6 separate regions of the Mus musculus genome follow, and regions 1, 2, 3, 4 and 6 are each linked to region 5. Evidence: chromatin contacts called from public promoter capture Hi-C data. All regions are on one chromosome and are shown on one strand. The core of a region is the stretch at or near the end of the contact, and the rest is flanking DNA. Distances in the headings are between cores, read along the strand shown. Region 1 holds the start of Trim68 (tripartite motif-containing 68). Region 2 holds the start of Akip1 (A kinase (PRKA) interacting protein 1). Region 3 holds the start of Rpl27a (ribosomal protein L27A). Region 4 holds the start of Eif3f (eukaryotic translation initiation factor 3, subunit F). Region 5 holds the start of Tpp1 (tripeptidyl peptidase I). Region 6 holds the start of Rrm1 (ribonucleotide reductase M1).

The links. Promoter capture Hi-C pulls out the DNA fragments that hold promoters and counts their contacts.
Region 1: a promoter capture Hi-C map of pre-B cells shows a contact between it and region 5. The contact joins the promoter of Trim68 here to the promoter of Tpp1 in region 5. A contact is called at or near these places in 2 of 39 promoter capture datasets (cranial neural crest and pre-B cells) and 1 of 484 Hi-C or Micro-C datasets (CD4 T cells).
Region 2: a promoter capture Hi-C map of pre-B cells shows a contact between it and region 5, with 4 times the contacts expected there. The contact joins the promoter of Akip1 here to the promoter of Tpp1 in region 5. A contact is called at or near these places in 3 of 39 promoter capture datasets (cranial neural crest, maxillary cranial neural crest and pre-B cells).
Region 3: a contact with region 5 is called in a promoter capture Hi-C map of liver, with 5 times the contacts expected there. The contact joins the promoter of Rpl27a here to the promoter of Tpp1 in region 5. A contact is called at or near these places in 3 of 39 promoter capture datasets (cranial neural crest, liver and pre-B cells), 2 of 484 Hi-C or Micro-C datasets (CD8 T cells and the G1E-ER4 cell line) and 1 of 9 other capture datasets (liver).
Region 4: a contact with region 5 is called in a promoter capture Hi-C map of pre-B cells. The contact joins the promoter of Eif3f here to the promoter of Tpp1 in region 5. A contact is called at or near these places in 3 of 39 promoter capture datasets (cranial neural crest, frontonasal cranial neural crest and pre-B cells).
Region 6: a contact with region 5 is called in a promoter capture Hi-C map of second pharyngeal arch cranial neural crest. The contact joins the promoter of Rrm1 here to the promoter of Tpp1 in region 5. A contact is called at or near these places in 6 of 39 promoter capture datasets (the HPC-7 cell line, cranial neural crest, frontonasal cranial neural crest and 3 more).

What each region holds. Positions count from the first base shown.
Region 1 is chr7:102,686,042-102,688,741 of GRCm38.p6, reverse strand. Trim68 (tripartite motif-containing 68) reads left to right here and starts at 1,415. Exons shown (of 7, transcript NM_198012.4): 1 at 1,415-1,601.
Region 2 is chr7:109,702,353-109,705,052 of GRCm38.p6, reverse strand. Akip1 (A kinase (PRKA) interacting protein 1) reads right to left here and starts at 1,375. Exons shown (of 6, transcript NM_020616.2): 1 at 1,277-1,375; 2 at 883-1,107; 3 at 22-102. The coding sequence starts at 1,101. It also overlaps a transcript of Denn2b not described here.
Region 3 is chr7:109,517,835-109,520,534 of GRCm38.p6, reverse strand. It overlaps Rpl27a (ribosomal protein L27A), which reads right to left and starts at 1,340. Exons shown (of 5, transcript NM_011975.3): 1 at 1,313-1,340; 2 at 887-950; 3 at 542-617; 4 at 1-67. The coding sequence starts at 1,315. It overlaps Snora3 (small nucleolar RNA, H/ACA box 3), which reads right to left and starts at 403; the gene lies at 284-403.
Region 4 is chr7:108,933,085-108,935,784 of GRCm38.p6, reverse strand. It overlaps Eif3f (eukaryotic translation initiation factor 3, subunit F), which reads right to left and starts at 1,370. Exons shown (of 8, transcript NM_025344.2): 1 at 978-1,370. The coding sequence starts at 1,353.
Region 5 is chr7:105,750,953-105,753,652 of GRCm38.p6, reverse strand. It overlaps Tpp1 (tripeptidyl peptidase I), which reads left to right and starts at 1,418. Exons shown (of 13, transcript NM_009906.6): 1 at 1,418-1,482; 2 at 1,600-1,671; 3 at 1,924-2,063. The coding sequence starts at 1,466. It overlaps Dchs1 (dachsous cadherin related 1), which reads left to right. Exons shown (of 21, transcript NM_001162943.1): 21 at 1-664. The coding sequence ends at 195.
Region 6 is chr7:102,440,316-102,443,015 of GRCm38.p6, reverse strand. It overlaps Rrm1 (ribonucleotide reductase M1), which reads right to left and starts at 1,321. Exons shown (of 19, transcript NM_009103.3): 1 at 973-1,321; 2 at 1-29. The coding sequence starts at 991.

The DNA.
Region 1 (2,700 bases), core at 166-2,665, 3.1 Mb after region 5:
TTTTACCAAGGACACCCGCCAGAGATGAGCTGTAGCCAACTCATCCTCCCAACTCCTCCCAATTCCTCACGTTTTTCCTCTAAAAGCCCCCTACTGTTACCGATAGGGAGCTCATCCTCAGCTGACAATAAAGCCTCTTGCAGTTTTGCATCAGGTGTGGTTTTCTCTCGAGTTATTGGAGTGCTGGCCAGCTCATCCCGGGACTTGAGCGGAAGTCTCCCCAGTTTCGGGGTCTAACAATAGTAGGTGTGGCCTTGTTGGAAGAAGTGTGTCACTGTAGGGATGGGCTTAGAGACCCTTCTCCTAGCTTCCTGGAAGCCAGTCTTCTCCTGTTCTTATTTTTATTCTGTATAAGTTCATCAGCCAATGAGGTTACTTGATCGTGTCTTCAAAACTTTTAAGTCCAAAGTGCTCCTCATAAGCAAGAGCCTCTTCCCCCAGTCACTCTATGGTGTCCTATTCTCAGGGCCTTTGAGAGTCAGTCATAGTTACAAACACATTCAATTACAAATGAAAAAGATGTCCCCTTTTGATTTCAATTCCCTTGAACTTGGTTGACTTTAAGGCAGAGAATGTATGACCCAGTCTTGCAATCCAGGTCTCTTTGTATGCATGCTCAATTAGTATTTTTTAAATGTCTTCTTTGAATCCATCTGTTCACTGTGACATAAGGTCAGTCATTTGTCTCTACCAAGAAGCAGAGGCTCAGTTCAAATCTCAGTTCCTCCCTCTCCCCCTACAGTGCTGGTCCTGTCTATTTTCAATAATTTTCTGGGTGTCACCCTGAAGAATGTCAACCATGTCCTCAGCTCTGACATTGTCATGGAATTCAAAGAGCATGGGTCCCAACGATAAACATATCACTGGAAGCTGGATTCATCTGGAATTTTTTTCGTTACTTCCCATATGTCACTGAGTGTCTTCTCTTGCTTACTCAGTAAAAGTCCCAGTATCCGAAAAAGAACCAAAGAACTACAAAGAAAAATCCAGGTCTATGATTTAACACGCTTGGTCTTGTGTGTCTCTGCGGTTGGACGAGAGGAAAGCTTACACACTGCTTTAAAAAGATTTTTTTACTGGCAGCTTATGATCAGGACTTCGTAATTTAATATGTTTTCTAACTCTGAAACTAGTTTGTTGCAATGAGGAGCTACCAAAAGTATGTAAGTGTCAAGAGTTAGCCAGGAAAAACAGAAGCATTTATTAAAACTTTTGCTTAATTGTCTGAAACCTGGAGCAGCCACTTGCAGCTCGTGTTCCAGGGAACTGCGGATTCCAATGCGTAAAGGTGCCACTTAAGGAAGCCCGGCTGCGCACCCACGCTAGGTAGCTGAATTCAACCAGGAAACGTGGCAAGCGAACAGCCAATCAGGCCACTCTGAGTGCAGAAGTGATTCGTCGGTTCCGGCGCAGTGGGTGGGTCCTGCAGCTCCGGGCGCGGCTCTTGCCTTGGGTCCCTCGCCCCCGCTGCTATCGCGGCTTCCGGCGGCGGGCGAGCGCCCCGCTGCTTCCTACGCTGCGGATTGGACCGCTGGAGCCCCGCGCCTCCACAGCTGCTTAGAGAAGGAGGCGACAGCAGACCTCTTTGGAGGACAACACAGGTCCTGCCCTCTTTACCCTCCCCTGTTCCCAATCCCACCGCCCTGGGGAACTGCCTAGTGCCCGAAGGTCAGGAAGGCACGGACCGCCACTGCTTCCAGACCCGAGGCTGGTTTCTGCCGCTTCCAGGCTCTTCCCCCTCCCTTCGCGGCCCTGAGGACCGTGGAGGCACTGGTTGCTAGGTGCAACCTTTTGATATTGTAGTCTACAAAGTTCACTCTGGAGAACAAAATCGCATAAAGAAACTTAACATTTTACAGTTTTGTGTTTGGCCTGTATTCACAGCTGCCCTCAGCTACAGGTTGGACAGGTCTGAGCAGTTAATGAGTCAAACTTTTGACCAAGTATTTATGTTTGATAAAAGATCTCTATTGGAGATCCTCTATTGGAAAACTGTATTTATCTCCAGATCTTTGACATCTTTCCCATGTTTACATTTTTTGAGGCAATGTATAGAACTAACATGCTTCCACTACATTTTTGTGATTTATCTTGATTTATCATTTCTATCTTTCTTTGCCTCGCTTTCCTACTGCCAGTGTCTTCCAAATTTTCATCTGCTGTTTTGTCTGGTTGTTGTTGTTGTTGTTGTTGTTGTTGTTGTTGTTGTTGTTGTTGTTGTTTGGGGGTTTTTTTGGTTTTCTGTAGCTTTAAGTAGTGCTTTTGACACCAAAGCATGAACAGGTGGACACATGCACACTGCCTTAGATGAAGATATTAACACCTCTACTATCAGCTATGCCTAAACATTTACATTGAATTCTCATGCATTTAACAAGTATTGAGACACTGTTGTTGGCATCAAGAATACACTGAGCAAAACTGAAGATAACTCTGTATTAAACGTACCACGACATTAGGATATTGTAAGAAAAACAGAAAATATGAATAGTAAATTTCTAGTGTGTGAATTAAGAAACCCACAGACTCTGGTAAATGATATCAACAGTGAGATCGTGGAAACAGTCTCAGTTGGAAGAGTGTGATTCCAAATAGGGTAAAATGAACAGACCCCGGGTCCAAGCACTGCACATAGCACTGAGGAGAATATGGCTGCCACGGGTGCAGTTGGGAGAGTAAGAAGACTTAGGCATCTGCCTA
Region 2 (2,700 bases), core at 126-2,625, 4.0 Mb before region 5:
GTCCAGATCACACCAACTTACCCCACACTGACTTGAAGTATAGTCCATGAATTCAGCCATTGCTCCGAAGGAAGAGCTAAGGGTTGGGCACCTTTCTTCTCTCTGTTGTAATAAATGGCAAGTCATAGGTGAGACCTACAAATCCCCTACTGGAGAAGGACATCATTTGAGAAATAGCCCTTTTTCACTTTTAGGAAAGCTTCTGCAAGCTGAAACTGGTAAGAAGGATCTTGCTGAGAAAAAAAAAAAAAAATCCAACTCTGTAAACTAGATGTGCAATTTATCCAGGAACTAAAATAACTGGTTGGCTGGCTTTACTCACTATTGAGTAATGGGAAAGAACTGTTATTGTTGTTTATGATTTTTTGAGACAAGATCACATGTACACTAGGAAGACTTTGTACTTGATCCTTAGCCCCGACCTCCCAAGTTCTGGCACCACACTAAGAATTGTATTTATTTACTTTAGACAGGGTTTCACTAGGTAACACACGATGGCTTGAAACTTGCTATGTAGAACAGGCTAATCTCGAACTCAAGAGATCTGTCTGCTTCTGCCTCCTGGATGCTGAGATTAATGGTGTGCACCACCACACCCGGTAAGAAATTTTATGTTATAAGTAAGCAGAATACTACTATTCTTTTGTTATTCAAAAAGAATTGGGTCACACCGTGCTTGTACACAACCTCTTTAATACTAGTACCTAAATCGTAGGCAAGAGTTCAAGGCCAGCCTGGGCTATACGAGACCGTGTCAAAAGCAGTTTCCAAACAACGTTTCCACTTTTGCTCCAATGCGTTACATCTTCTGGACATGGGAGGCTTCCTCCCGCCCAGTGGCGGCGGAGAATGACTAGACAGTCCCCCAGCTCCCGGCCTCACCTCTCCTAGGAGGCGCTGGGAACCAGGGACCGACCATCTTTCCTGGTAGGGGCCCTGGCGGTAAAGGACCCCCACGTTGCCTCTGGATCGCTCTGGAGAATGCCAGTCCACTGCCCTCCTCTTGGCGCGCTCCAATACTTCCCTCCCCAGCCGAGCAGAGCGCTGGAGCGAGCGCCGGTCCACTCCGTTCAGCGCCGCGGCCGCCAGACAGTATTCCATGTCTCCCTGGACACATACACAGACAAGTCAACTAGGCCCGGATCCGGGCGGCAACTTCCCCGCGACCCCAACTCCCCCTTCGCCTGCATCGCGCAATCCAAGTGGGGAGGAACTAGCAGGCAGGACCCCTGCCCCTTGCACTTCCGCCTCTCAGACCCTGGGTACAGCCCCTCACCCGGCCTGCTTCTCCGGGCGCACGCGCATAGCGCTCACACGGACACGCCTTCCGTGTTCCCGCGGCCCTTCTTTCGCGCCAGTTGCCAAGCTAACTGCTGCGCGCCGTGGGCGGGGCCTGGCGATGGGCGGAGCCGGTGTGGGCGGGGCCGGGTCGAGGGGCACGTGGGCCCAGCCTTAATCAGCTTCAGACGCGAAGCGGGCGCTTGTTGTCGTTCGAGGACTTTCTTGCCGCGACAGGTCAGTGTGGATCCCGTGACTCGTTGCGCTAAAAACATTTGTGAGAGTAGGTGCATGCGGACCGTATTCAGGGGTCTCGCCACTCCAGAACCACTTTTGTGTGAGGAGGTGATGAGGCTAGCGGACCAACGCGACTGAGGAGGTAGTGCTGGGGAAAGGGCATTCTGTCAGAAGAACTCTCAAGGCTGGGGATGGAGGCCAGACGGAGGTCTTGGAACTGTGGGTGAGGGGACTGGTAAGACTCCAGGGGATGGCAGGTATTTCTTGGCAGGTTGGTAGAGGATGTAGTGGAGTGGTGAGTGGGGAATCCCGTCATTCCCTTCCTGCAGCTTCCTCATTCCTCCCTTGGAAGAACAGATTCACACAATTTTGTTGGAGGTTTATTTGTTTGTTTGTTTTTGACAGTCTCACTGTGCAAACCCTCACTATGTAGACCAGGCTGGCTTTCAGTCTCTTTGGTCCTGGGATCTGGACCTACCATTCAAGCATCAATCGTATCACTTTTTAAAGTAAGAAATGGATCAGATACCTTTCAGAACACCATGGGGCTATGGTGAAAGCCCTGGGTCTCAGCGGGAGTGACACCCCCTGGTGAGCAGCAGGGCGTGAATGGGGAGAAAGTTCCACTTTAAGGAACATTGCTCAGTGCGGGGTGGGTCCCTCACAGGACACAAAGGAATTCTCAGTCCTTAAGTAGTGTGAATAGAGAAACATTTGCCCACAAACCTAGCTACCTGAGATTCCTTGAAATCCATGCCAGAAGCCAGGATCTGTAGTGTGCATCTGTCAGCCCTACCCTGCAACAGTGACATAAGAGGTGAGGACAGGAAATTGGCTAGAACTCCTGGACTAGACACCTTGAATTATATAGTCTAGCAGTAGCAACAAGCAAGACCCTGCCTTACACATGGCAGAAGGTGAGAACGGACTCCCAAAAGTTGTCCTCAGACCTCCATACACTTTCTTTGGCACACATGTACTACATTCACACACATAAAAAATGAGTAAAAAGTAGTCTAGTTCTTATTGATGAATGATTCTCACTTCAACTTCAGGATCTAGGTAGCCTCTATTCTGATTGACATCCCCATAAATTTGCCTTTTTCTGGCGATTCATACAAATAAAATCATATGGTATGTGGCCCTTTGGACCGGTCTCTTTCATTTAGATTACTTTGAGGCTTG
Region 3 (2,700 bases), core at 91-2,590, 3.8 Mb before region 5:
GCAGAAGCTCTGGTTCCTCTTCAAGTGGTAATGCCGCATACCAACTTTCCCAAAGTAACCTGGGTGACTGGGGAGGGAAGGCAACCATCTTCAGAGCCTCACTGAGAAAACTTATCTTTGTAGTTGTCTCCTAGTGAGTGTAAGTGTTCACTACTGTAAACATTGACACAGCAGGCACCAGATACAATTTTTGAACTAAAAGTCAGGTCACTCAGTAGCACCCCCACTCCTTAAAGGATTCCCTAAATAGGGTGCAACGTAACTTTGAATGGGTTAACTTGACATATGTCACTAACCTGGTGACTGACTGTGCCAGAAAGTCCACACAGCCAGTGAATAAGGTCAGCAGTTATTCTTCGAGGACTTAAGCACACTAAGGCAACAAGCAATACCTGAGCGTGACTCTAGCCTCGGACAGGTCCCCTCAGTTCAAGTGCAGCGTTTACTTGCTAAAGCTAGCCATACCAAATGGTAAGAAGCCCGTTTCCAGGGAGACACCGTCCTAACTCACCCCTTCAGCCCCCACTTCCAAAACACTCACTATTTGTCAAAGTTGATCCTGTGGTGGTGCATGCCTCCAGCATTCCCGCGGCCGCCTGGGTGCTTGCGGTGCTTACCTGTCGGCACACAAAGCAACTTGTGTGACTTATAGCTGCTCACATGCCCTTATTCCTGCTCTCAGTTTACCATCCGTTTCTAAGCCCGATTTATCAAGACTCGGGGATAGAAGGAACATTTACGGCATTTCACATCCCAGCGGCATGTGTTTAACTCTCACCCCGCTACCAACATAAAGTAGGGGAACTGCAAGTGTTTCCTTCCACCCACGGATGTCTACTTTCCAACAAAACTCCAAAGGCCAAACGCCGAGGAGGCGCACACTTACCGATGCGGCCGTGGCCGTGGCTCACGTGGCCCCGGAGTTTCCGGGTCTTCCTCAGTCTGGATGGCTGCGTGGGAAAAACAGCAAAGTGGTTAGGCCTGCTTAGAGGATGGGGAGACCGGGGAGAGGGCAGCAATGCCTGCCTGCCCGGATCAGGCCTGCACACGAGGACTTGCCTTCTGGAGCACCGGCTAAGCCGAGGCCGGGACTCAGAGCGTGCTCAGCCGCCCGGGCCCGCACGTCCACGCGATCCCAGCTCTGGTCGGAACACGCGGCCCCACGTTCCTCGCCCCACACCCGAGTGGGTCATCCCGCCCCGCAGGCTACGCCCAGCCATGGAGACCCACTAGGACCATAGCAAGCAGCTGAAAGGCTGGGAAGCAGAGCCCCGACCCTCCGCGATGGAGCGGAGGCCAAGAGAAGACCTACCATGGCGGTGGCAGAAAGGGAAAAGGGAGGAGCTCACGAAGTCTCGCGAGGTAGCAGGCGCGGGGGCGGGACCAATGCTTCATTTCCGGCCAGGAGGCCGGCTTCGGGAAGGGCTCCTGACGTCACGGCTCCCGGCGCCCGCCTCTTCCTTTCCGTGTGGATGGGCGGGGTGAACCGGTGGCGCCCGCCCCCGGAAGCCCCGGTAGCTCCTCCCTAGTCGAGCGCCGCTGCGGCCGGTCATCGTCGGAGTGCACTGTTCTTTTCTGGTGCGGTTGGTTTTTGTCTCCGGGCAGCAATGGCGGTGGCTCAGAGCATCGGCAAGACTTCCGCAGGGCCTCTGACGTCCCTTAAAGGGACACTGCCCTTCTCTTTTGCTCTGGTCCTCTCTTCATGTCCTGCCAAATTTGAACAGCCTTCTGTGCTTCAGGGATCTAGATTCTGTAACTATTTTGTATAAACATCACATTTGAATTTTCTCCAGACTCTGGCTGGTATGCTTTTACTCCCCTGGACCCGAGGTTCCCAGCCCAGCGTGCTCCTCATACAAGTATTTTCCGTGTCGACCTTCTTGGACCTGTTTTGTTACTTGTTTACTCGAACTATCACACTTGTAACTTCTAATTGCCAAGTTACATTTTTCTTCCCGATAGAGCCCAGATTCTCTAAGGGTTCAGGACTGGGCAATTTTGCTTGTTTTCCTTTTAAATCCATGAGTTCCTGGCGTGTAGCCTGCTTGCTAACAAAAGTGGTACACTTGTGCACAAGATTCTAACCCCTTAATCTGTTTTATTGTTTCTTACTTGATCCGTTAAACTAAAGAATATTCTAGTCAAAACTCTCAGAAAGCAGAGTGGGCAAATCCTGTCTGTCTGCTAGCTTCTTGCTCGGTGTTTAGTCCATTACAATCTGGGCAGTTTGACTTTAGCCACACCATTTCCTCAAGATCTTGTATTTGTTTTGAGACAGGGTCTTACTCTGAAGCCAAGGCTGGCCTTGTACCTCCTGACTGCTGGAGTTACACTCCTAATCGATTGGCTAGGCATGATGGTCTCGAACTTTCTCGTGTGGGCTGTAATAGCATATCTATGGCTGTCCTTGTTCAGCTCCTATTCAGGCAGTCCTGTTGGTGATACTATGGGTGTGGCTTCTTACACTCCTAGGACACACAATTTCACAGTAAAGCCTCTGATCTCTGGCTCTTACAGTCTTTCCCTCGCCTTAGGTGGAGGGGTTGTTTTACAGATTTATCCAGTGGGACTGGACTTCACACCTCTGCATTTTGATTGGTTATAGCTTTCTATATCAGTTTCTTTCTGCCTGTTGCAAAGAGAGCTTTCTTTGAGGGCTGAGGACTACCATTTTCTGTTATAAGGACAAATATTAGAACT
Region 4 (2,700 bases), core at 121-2,620, 3.2 Mb before region 5:
TGCGAGCTCTATTTCCTTGCGTCCACTCTCTGCCTCTCTCTGCCTCCCCTTTGCAGGTGCTCTGCTTCAGCCCTCAATCTGCTGTCCAGGCCCAACTCAGGTCTACTACTTTCCACAAAGCAGGCATGTTCTCTAGTTTCCCCTGCCTCGGCTCTGGAATGAGTGCTGGTCATGGGCCTCTGCAGAGACCAGCCTGGAGGAGTCTTCTCAGCTCCCTGTGAGTCCTGCCCCACAGGCAGGTGACCAAACCACTGAGGGCTTCACTTCCTGCCACCCTCCCGTAAGCCTGGGATGCCAACCTCTTCAGATAGTTGGCTTCTCTTCATCTTGAAGGTTAGCGACGGACACATAATACAACAACAGTCTGTGTCCAAATGAAAAATCAGAGGAGTGAGGTGGGGGTTGGGGGTGGGGGTAGAACTTGGAGCTGAGCATATCTAGGGTTTATGAACCAGTATGTAGGAAAACCTTGGGACACGTGCCTGTCTGAAAAGTTTAGGAAAGCTAGATATTATATATCCAGAATATGTTACAAATATACCTGGTTTATTTGAGTTGGAGGAAGCTTCTGACACATCCTCTTCCCTAACATGGGTGGTGGGCACTTTCTGTTTGTGCTGGGGTGGTGGTAGGTCACTGCATAAGAGAGGGCATGTGGGTACTCTGTTTAACGGGTCAAGGGCTTTGAACTTGCTGTCATTTGAGCTTTCATTTTTGGCAGCATGCCCTCTCAGTACCACGTTGTTGGGAGTATAAAATAACATGTAGATCAAGTATCACAAACTACGCAATAGCTTATACCTACTCCTTGCACATTTCTGTGGCTTAACGGCAATTCGGCTGAATTCAGATCACTCGGGAAGGCAAGCCACAGTAGGAAGGTGCAAAAAGAGAAACAGGCTAAGAGTTCAGGGGCGATGGAACGAGAGGAATAGTAAGATGCACAGGAAGAAAACATTAATTTCCCCAGAACTCACCCAACAGGGTTCCAATAACTCGGGCAGCTCCCTCGTTGCGGCGTTCGTAGCTGTCCACGATCGAGGCCAAAATGACGGGGTGTAGCCTGACCACGCGGCCGCCCGGGAAAGGCCCCGGGAGGGCGGGCCCGGGCTGCGAAGGCGCCGGCGTCTGCGCTGGGGCTGGCGCGGAGGCTGGGGTCTGGCCCGGGGCTGCAGGCGCAGCTACAGCAGGATCAGACGAGACGGGCGCCGGGGACGCAGCGGGAGTCGCAGCCGGTGTCGGAGCTGGCGTGGATGGGGTCGGGGCTGAAGCCGGGGCTGCGGTGACGACCGGCGCCGGGGCTGCGGCTGCAGTGGCAGGAGGGACATTAGCCGGTACGGCCGGAGAAGCCATCTTGCCGAGAAAGAGAGAGAGCCTAGAACAGAAGAGCGTGAGTTGGAGGAATTAGAAATTTGATTGGCTAAATTTATACCACGTGAATCATATCTTGATGACTATTGGACATGAAATTTCCGGCTAGTTGTAAGTTTTAGTGCGCGGTGTGCGCTTTAATTTCTGTCCGATGCGCACTCAGTGTGTAGGAGTCCAGAGTAGTTCCTAGTAACTTTAGGACTTCCTGGGGTGGGAATGGGGAGGAAGCAACTAGCAATCTACACAGTTGCCACCAGGTGGCGGCACAGAGTAGTGTAAAGGTCGCAATTGTTTAAGACTTAAATGGATATTAAATATCAGTCTTACAGGGGATTCACTGTTACATCCATTTAACTTATTAATCAATGAATTAAAATTTGGACTCAGGATCTACTTTGCATTCCACGCCTAGCCATATAGGTTAGGTTGGCCTGGAACTTACCTCAACTTTCCTGCCTCTGCTTCCCGAATGCTAGGACTATAGGCAGGAATCATCATGCCTGACCAATAGTGCTTTATTTGTGATGGCTTCATAAGGCATCATTAGGGAGGCATATTCATTCAACAATTTAAATGCTTAATATGCACCAGACTCTCTCTTATATGCTAGGGTATATAAGTGAACTAAATAGCAAAGGGTTGCATTCTCTTTGGGGGAGAGAAAAGGACTAAATCCTACATTAGGTTAGAAAGTGCTTCGATACACAGTAAATTATTATTACTATTTGACTGTGCTATGAGAAAGAAATGATCAGTGGAGGTTATGAGAGCATGAAAGATTATGAAGGGTTAGAGTAGGATACAATGAGGGTATCAAGTTGGAGTGGAAACTTGAAGAATTCAGGCAGCCAACTATTATTTGGGGTTTTGTAGGGAGAGCTCTTCTGGTGGAGTGAACAGTTCATGTAGAGGGCTTAAGGTGAATGAGAGCAAGACTAGTACATTTAAAGAAAGAATTTGGTGGTTAAATGGCATTATCAAAAGAAAGGATAGATCTCTAAGCAGGGCCAGGAGCTAATTATGAAGACTCCTATGCTGGTACTGGAGAGATGGCTCAGCGGTTAGGAACACAACTAGAGTTGTGAGTAGCTGTAAGCCACCAACCAACCCCTTCCCCTTGCTAGAACCTCAACGCAGATTCTCTGCAATAACCTCTTCCAAAGGTCCTAAGTTCAATTCCCAGCAACTACACAGTGGCTTACAATCATTTGTAATAGGATCTGATGCCTCCTTCTGGTGTGTCTGAAGATAGGGACAGTGTGTGTGTGTGTGTAATAGATAAATAAATATTTTCATTTTTTATTTTTATTTTTTGGTTTTTTGAGACAG
Region 5 (2,700 bases), core at 169-2,668:
CACCGCTCCCCTATCAGCCATGAAGGCTCCCTCTCCTCAGCTGCCATGTCCCCCAGCTTCTCACCCTCACTGTCTCCTTTGGCTGCTCGCTCTCCCGTTGTCTCACCATTCGGGGTAGCCCAGGGCCCCTCAGCTTCAGCACTCAGTACAGAGTCTGGCCTGGAGCCTCCGGATGACACAGAGCTGCGCATCTAGCTGTGGCCCTAACTGGGCCCCGACCTGGGACACGTCCAGTGTCCCCAAAGCAGGCCCCATTCTCAGCCTGCCCTGGGCAGCCTCGGACCATGACTGACTATGGGGAGGCCACCACCAGTCCCCTGCTCTCCACCTTAAACTCTTATAGCTGGGACAGGTCCCACATTTCTCTGCAGTTCCTTCAGCACTAGGACCACAGAGGGCCTGTTGGTCATGACCTGTGGCCAGATCCAGTGTGGAGAGAAATAAGAATGAGGCAACAGCCTTGGGTTCTCTTCAGCCAAGACTTCCTGCCCTGCACCAGCGCCCTGCGATGGAGCTGAGACTTTATTTATTGGGGGTTAGGGGGATGGGGAGGTCCCTCCAATCTGGGCCCAGCTCTTTTGGGTTCTTCTGACATCCCTGCCCCTGCCCAGAACAAGTGCCAATTCTCACTCTGGAGCCTTAATAAACTGCAGTTTGTATCCAGCCTCTGGCTCTGTTCTGTCAGGGTAACCAGAAGTCACTGGCGTAGCACTGTGGATACCTGGCACAGTAGCCAAGGAGGCCCAGAGGGAGGGCGGACAACAGGACATGTAGGAGTAGGGTTGGCACTGAGAGCTCAGAAGCCTAGCCTTGGGATCTCTGCTGCTTTCCCCTCTAACATGGTCAGGACTTGAACTGCAGTGGTTTCCTGCAGAGACTGACAGAGTAGGAAGCAGTCTAGGGTCCTAAGCCTGAGGGTCTGGAATAAGATATGGTGATTATTAAGAGTAGGTAAGTGAAGAAATCCCCAACCCCCCCCCCCCACACACACACACCTTGGAAACATGAAATGTCCACATTCATAAGAGCTCACATTAGTTGAGTCTGCCAGGTCAGTCTTGGCTCCATAGGCTTGCTTTATTGCAATGTCCACTTTTACTCCCAAGTATGAGGCACATTTCTTTTACGTAACAGTCACTGAATTTTAAGTGAAGAAACCTAGGCTCTGAGAGCTTGTTTTTCTAATATTGTACGGCCAGGAGCAGCCCATACCTATGGGGCTTCAGAGCCCACTCCTTTATGATTCCTTTAGAGACAGACAGACTTGGGCAGCAGGTGAAGAGGAGCCCTGGGCTTAGATGCTCAACACAGCATAGAATTCTAATAGCAGCCCCAGCATTCAGAACAGCTCATTTGGGAGGGAGGAGTCAGCAACGTCACTAGTTACTAGGCAGGGAGATGGGGGAGGTGCCAGACCATGCTCATGTGACTTATCACATGACTACAGATCAGCCTGAAAGCCAAAATGGGACTCCAAGCCCGGTGAGAAACTGAGGTGGGGAGGGTAGCTAAGGGGGATTACATTAGAGGGATTACATGTTGTAGAAGGAGTACAATGAGGGTTCGGCTCCTGATGAAACCCACCTGCTGTCCCTGCAGCCTCCTAGGGCTCCTTGCTCTCGTCATCGCCGGCAAATGCACTTACAACCCTGAGCCGGACCAGCGGTGGATGTGAGTTGATTTAGTACTACAGGTGCCTGTCTCTGCAGACGCTTGGTCCTAGCTTTCCTCATCCTCAACTGCTCCTAGTACCCACTCTGTAGCCTTATTCGACACCCCCTCGGCTTAATCTCTGGTCATTTATCTCCTATGATCCTTATCTGCATCTAGGATTCGACCCAAAGTCTCAGTTCTTAATCCCAAACTTTCCATGATCTGGATTTCTCGTTATGGCCTAATCAAATCATGTCCCTGACCCTGTAGGCTGCCTCCAGGCTGGGTGTCCCTGGGCCGCGTGGATCCCGAGGAAGAGCTGAGTCTCACTTTTGCGCTGAAACAGCGGAACCTGGAAAGACTCTCGGAGCTGGTGCAGGCTGTGTCGGATCCTAGCTCTCCTCAATATGGTGCCTATCAGTTGGGGCAGGAAGTGGGAGGCAGGACCAGGCAGGCACTGGCTGGTGCAGATCATGTAGGGCCATGTTTCTGGTATGACAGACAAATGACAATAACTGCCATATTCATACACACACACACACACACACACACACACACACACACACACCAAAATTTCCACCTGAGTTCTTCAGTCTTAAAACTAAGAACAAATCTAAGCCTAGTAGCATGAGGTAATAATCCTAGCTACTTGGACTAAAACAGGACGATTTTGAATCCAAGGCATGCCTGGGCAGTGTAGCAATATTGTCAACATTAAAACCAATTTTTTTTAGAGGCCTAGCTAGCTCATTGATAGGGTGGGTGCTTACGGAGCATATGAAAAACCCTAGGTTCAAGTGCCAGGAAGATGGTGGGTGTGGGGTAGCTAGCTGTGTTTAAGAACACATGATTCATAATCAGATCTAGATTGAAATGTTCACTTACCCTACCAGCTCTCAAATGGAGGACTAGCACTTAGTGTGTGTGCATGATCAAGTCATGGACCTTACCCCACTCTCATAGCCACTGCCACACCCTCCTCTGTTGCTAGTTCAAGTCCTAAATTGTCTTTGGATTAATCCACTCTGGCCATTCCTCTTGCTACCA
Region 6 (2,700 bases), core at 72-2,571, 3.3 Mb after region 5:
GTCAAACATAACTCGCTCTTGGCGGCCATCTAAATAATCAAATCACAGTTAGCATTAGCAGTTATTAAGCGGGCAATACCAAAGAATCAAGTATATTCAGCTTTTAAAACTGTTTAAAACAATTAAGAGATTGTCTTTGGGGTCTGCAGAGACTGCTCAGTGGTTAATCATGTCTACTCGGATTAAGTCTTTGTCTATTTGGGTTAAAAGTCTTTGTCTATCGACCTATGATAGAGGAGGCAGCCCTCTGTGAGTTTGAGGCTAGACTGATCTACACAGAGTAAGTTCCAGGCCAGTCAGAGAAACCCTGTCCCAAGAACAAACAATGTAAAAAAAAAAAAAAAAAAAAAAACCTCCCCACAAAAATGCAGAGGCAGGAGAGATGATACTACACTCCCACCTCAGAAGAGACCAGAAAAATGACAGATGTTCAAAAAATGTGGTGTCCTGCCTTTTCTTTTTTTCCTTATTTCCTCCTACACCAGATCATCGACTCCGCGGTTCTTTTGTCTGTTATTTTGTTTAAGAAATGAGGAAAGACAGGCACAGGGCTATTATGAGCTATGGGTTTCAATTCTAACCTCACCAACTACTAGCTGGGGTGGAATGGGGGTGTTGGGGTGCTTTTTCGTGTCTTTGCAACCTCTTCTAAAAAAATGGAGCCAAAAGCAGCTACCTCTGAGGATGGCGGCAAGGAATAACAGTGCTCGGGAACAATCTCAGACAGGGTTGGAGGGAGTCTGGAAGGGAGCACAAAGTCAAAGTCAAAGGGAACACACAAAGGTCAAGAGAATGGGGACAGACTGAGCAGACACAGGCCCAGCTGACAGACAGGGCGGGAAGCGCGGCGGGAAGCGCGGGAAGCGGCGAGGCGCCGCGGGTCGGGCGGGTCGGGCGGGCCGGCGATAGTGACCGCTGGGCTCTCCGCAGCCGGGTCCCCTCTCCTCCTCCCCATCCCCACGGACCCCTCACCTCGCTTGATCACATGCATCGCCGCTAGAAGCTGAAGTGCTGAGAGGTTCGAGACCAGTTAGCAGCTCCGAGGCGAAGAAGGGACAGAGACGACTGTCAGATGTGAAGGGTTGGACTCCGAGAGGCTGCTCGGACGGAGGGATGGAAGCTGCGCGATAGACAGCACTTTCCTCACCAGAGCAGACTAACCGAATTACGAACTCCTTCCCGCTCCCGCCACCCGTGACGTGCAGAGCAACGCGACGGACGGAATTCGAATGACGTTCTTGACGTTTCAACGCCGGGAGTTGAATGGGCGGAAACTGAGCAGTAGACAGACAGCACACGAGTCCCTTGGCCGCCATATTGAGTGTGGGCAAAGCCCGGGAGACTGCGCTCCTTTCCACCACATTGGGTGAAAGCGGACCTGGCGGGAACGAGTTCTCCTGCCGCCATATTGGGTGTGGGCAAGCAAATCTCCCGAGTATTTTTATTTCATAACAAAAAAGTAACCAACCAGATATCCAGAACACCTTTTTCCTTTTTCCTTCTTCCTCCTCCCTTCCCCCTTCCCTACCCCTCTGACTTTTTTTTTTTTTTTTTTGCTATTTTACATTATGGACATTATGGAAACACCAAGATTTTGTTCTGGTTTGCACTAAAGCCTACAACCCGCAAATAAGAAGCAGATAGGAAGCCCGGGGCTCGTAGGTCTACACTCCTCAGTTAAAGAGTGGGGCTAGACCAAAGGTGTTTGAATTTCAGCCTTACAGAAATAGGGGTACTGTGAAACTCTTATGAAGGCCCACAGTCCATTTGCTTTTACAGTTTTGTGGATGGTAGTAGAGATAGGATCAGCAATAAGATAGTCGTCGCCACATTAATACGTGAAAACAGCCAGACATTATGCAGAGACCAAGACATCTGCGAATACTCAGTCCTAAGGGACTTCTCCATCAAATCCCTCCCCAAATGACTCAGGGGGCCCCATAGAAAAGGAGGAAGAAAGAGTGTAAGAACCTAGGGGGATGGAGGACACCGAAGAATCAAGGCCCTCTATGCTCTTATAAACTCTTGAGACTAAGGCAGCATGCCCAGGGCCTGCCTGCCTTCCAGTTTACTAGTGTTTTTTATGGGATTTTATAGTGTTCGCCTGAGTGTGCGAACAAGTGTATCTCTGATTCTTGTTCCTTCTCATGCATTCTGTCCTTCTGTTGGTTCTGTTCAACACTGATGTGCTAGTTTTCTTTCTTTTTTTTTTTTTCTTTTTTCTTTTCTTCCCTTGGAAGCCTGTTTGTTTTCTAACGAGAGACAAAACGGGGCAGGACCCAGATGGGGAGGAACTGGAAGGAGAGAAGGGAAAACATAATCAGGATATGTTATGTGAGGCGAAAAAAAAAATCCATTTTCAATAAAATGGGGGGAAAGGCTAGGTGAAAAAAAGAAAGAATAGTTAAAGTCGTACTTTAAACCTATTCAAGACAAGTATAAAAACTAATTTCGGTCATAAAACTGATCTTCATAAAATAATGTATGTGGCATTCTTTCGCTAAAACCTATCATTTGCTTCTTACACCCTCCAGAAGGGGTCCATCTCCACCCACAACTGACACATCATAGGAAATCCTACATGAAGCTAGAGGACCAGGGCTATCCAGGGGGAAAATATGATATGGAAACACAATTGATATTCAGATGTTAGGGGAATATAATATCATTTGCTAGAAATGGAGCTGGAGATCATCATAA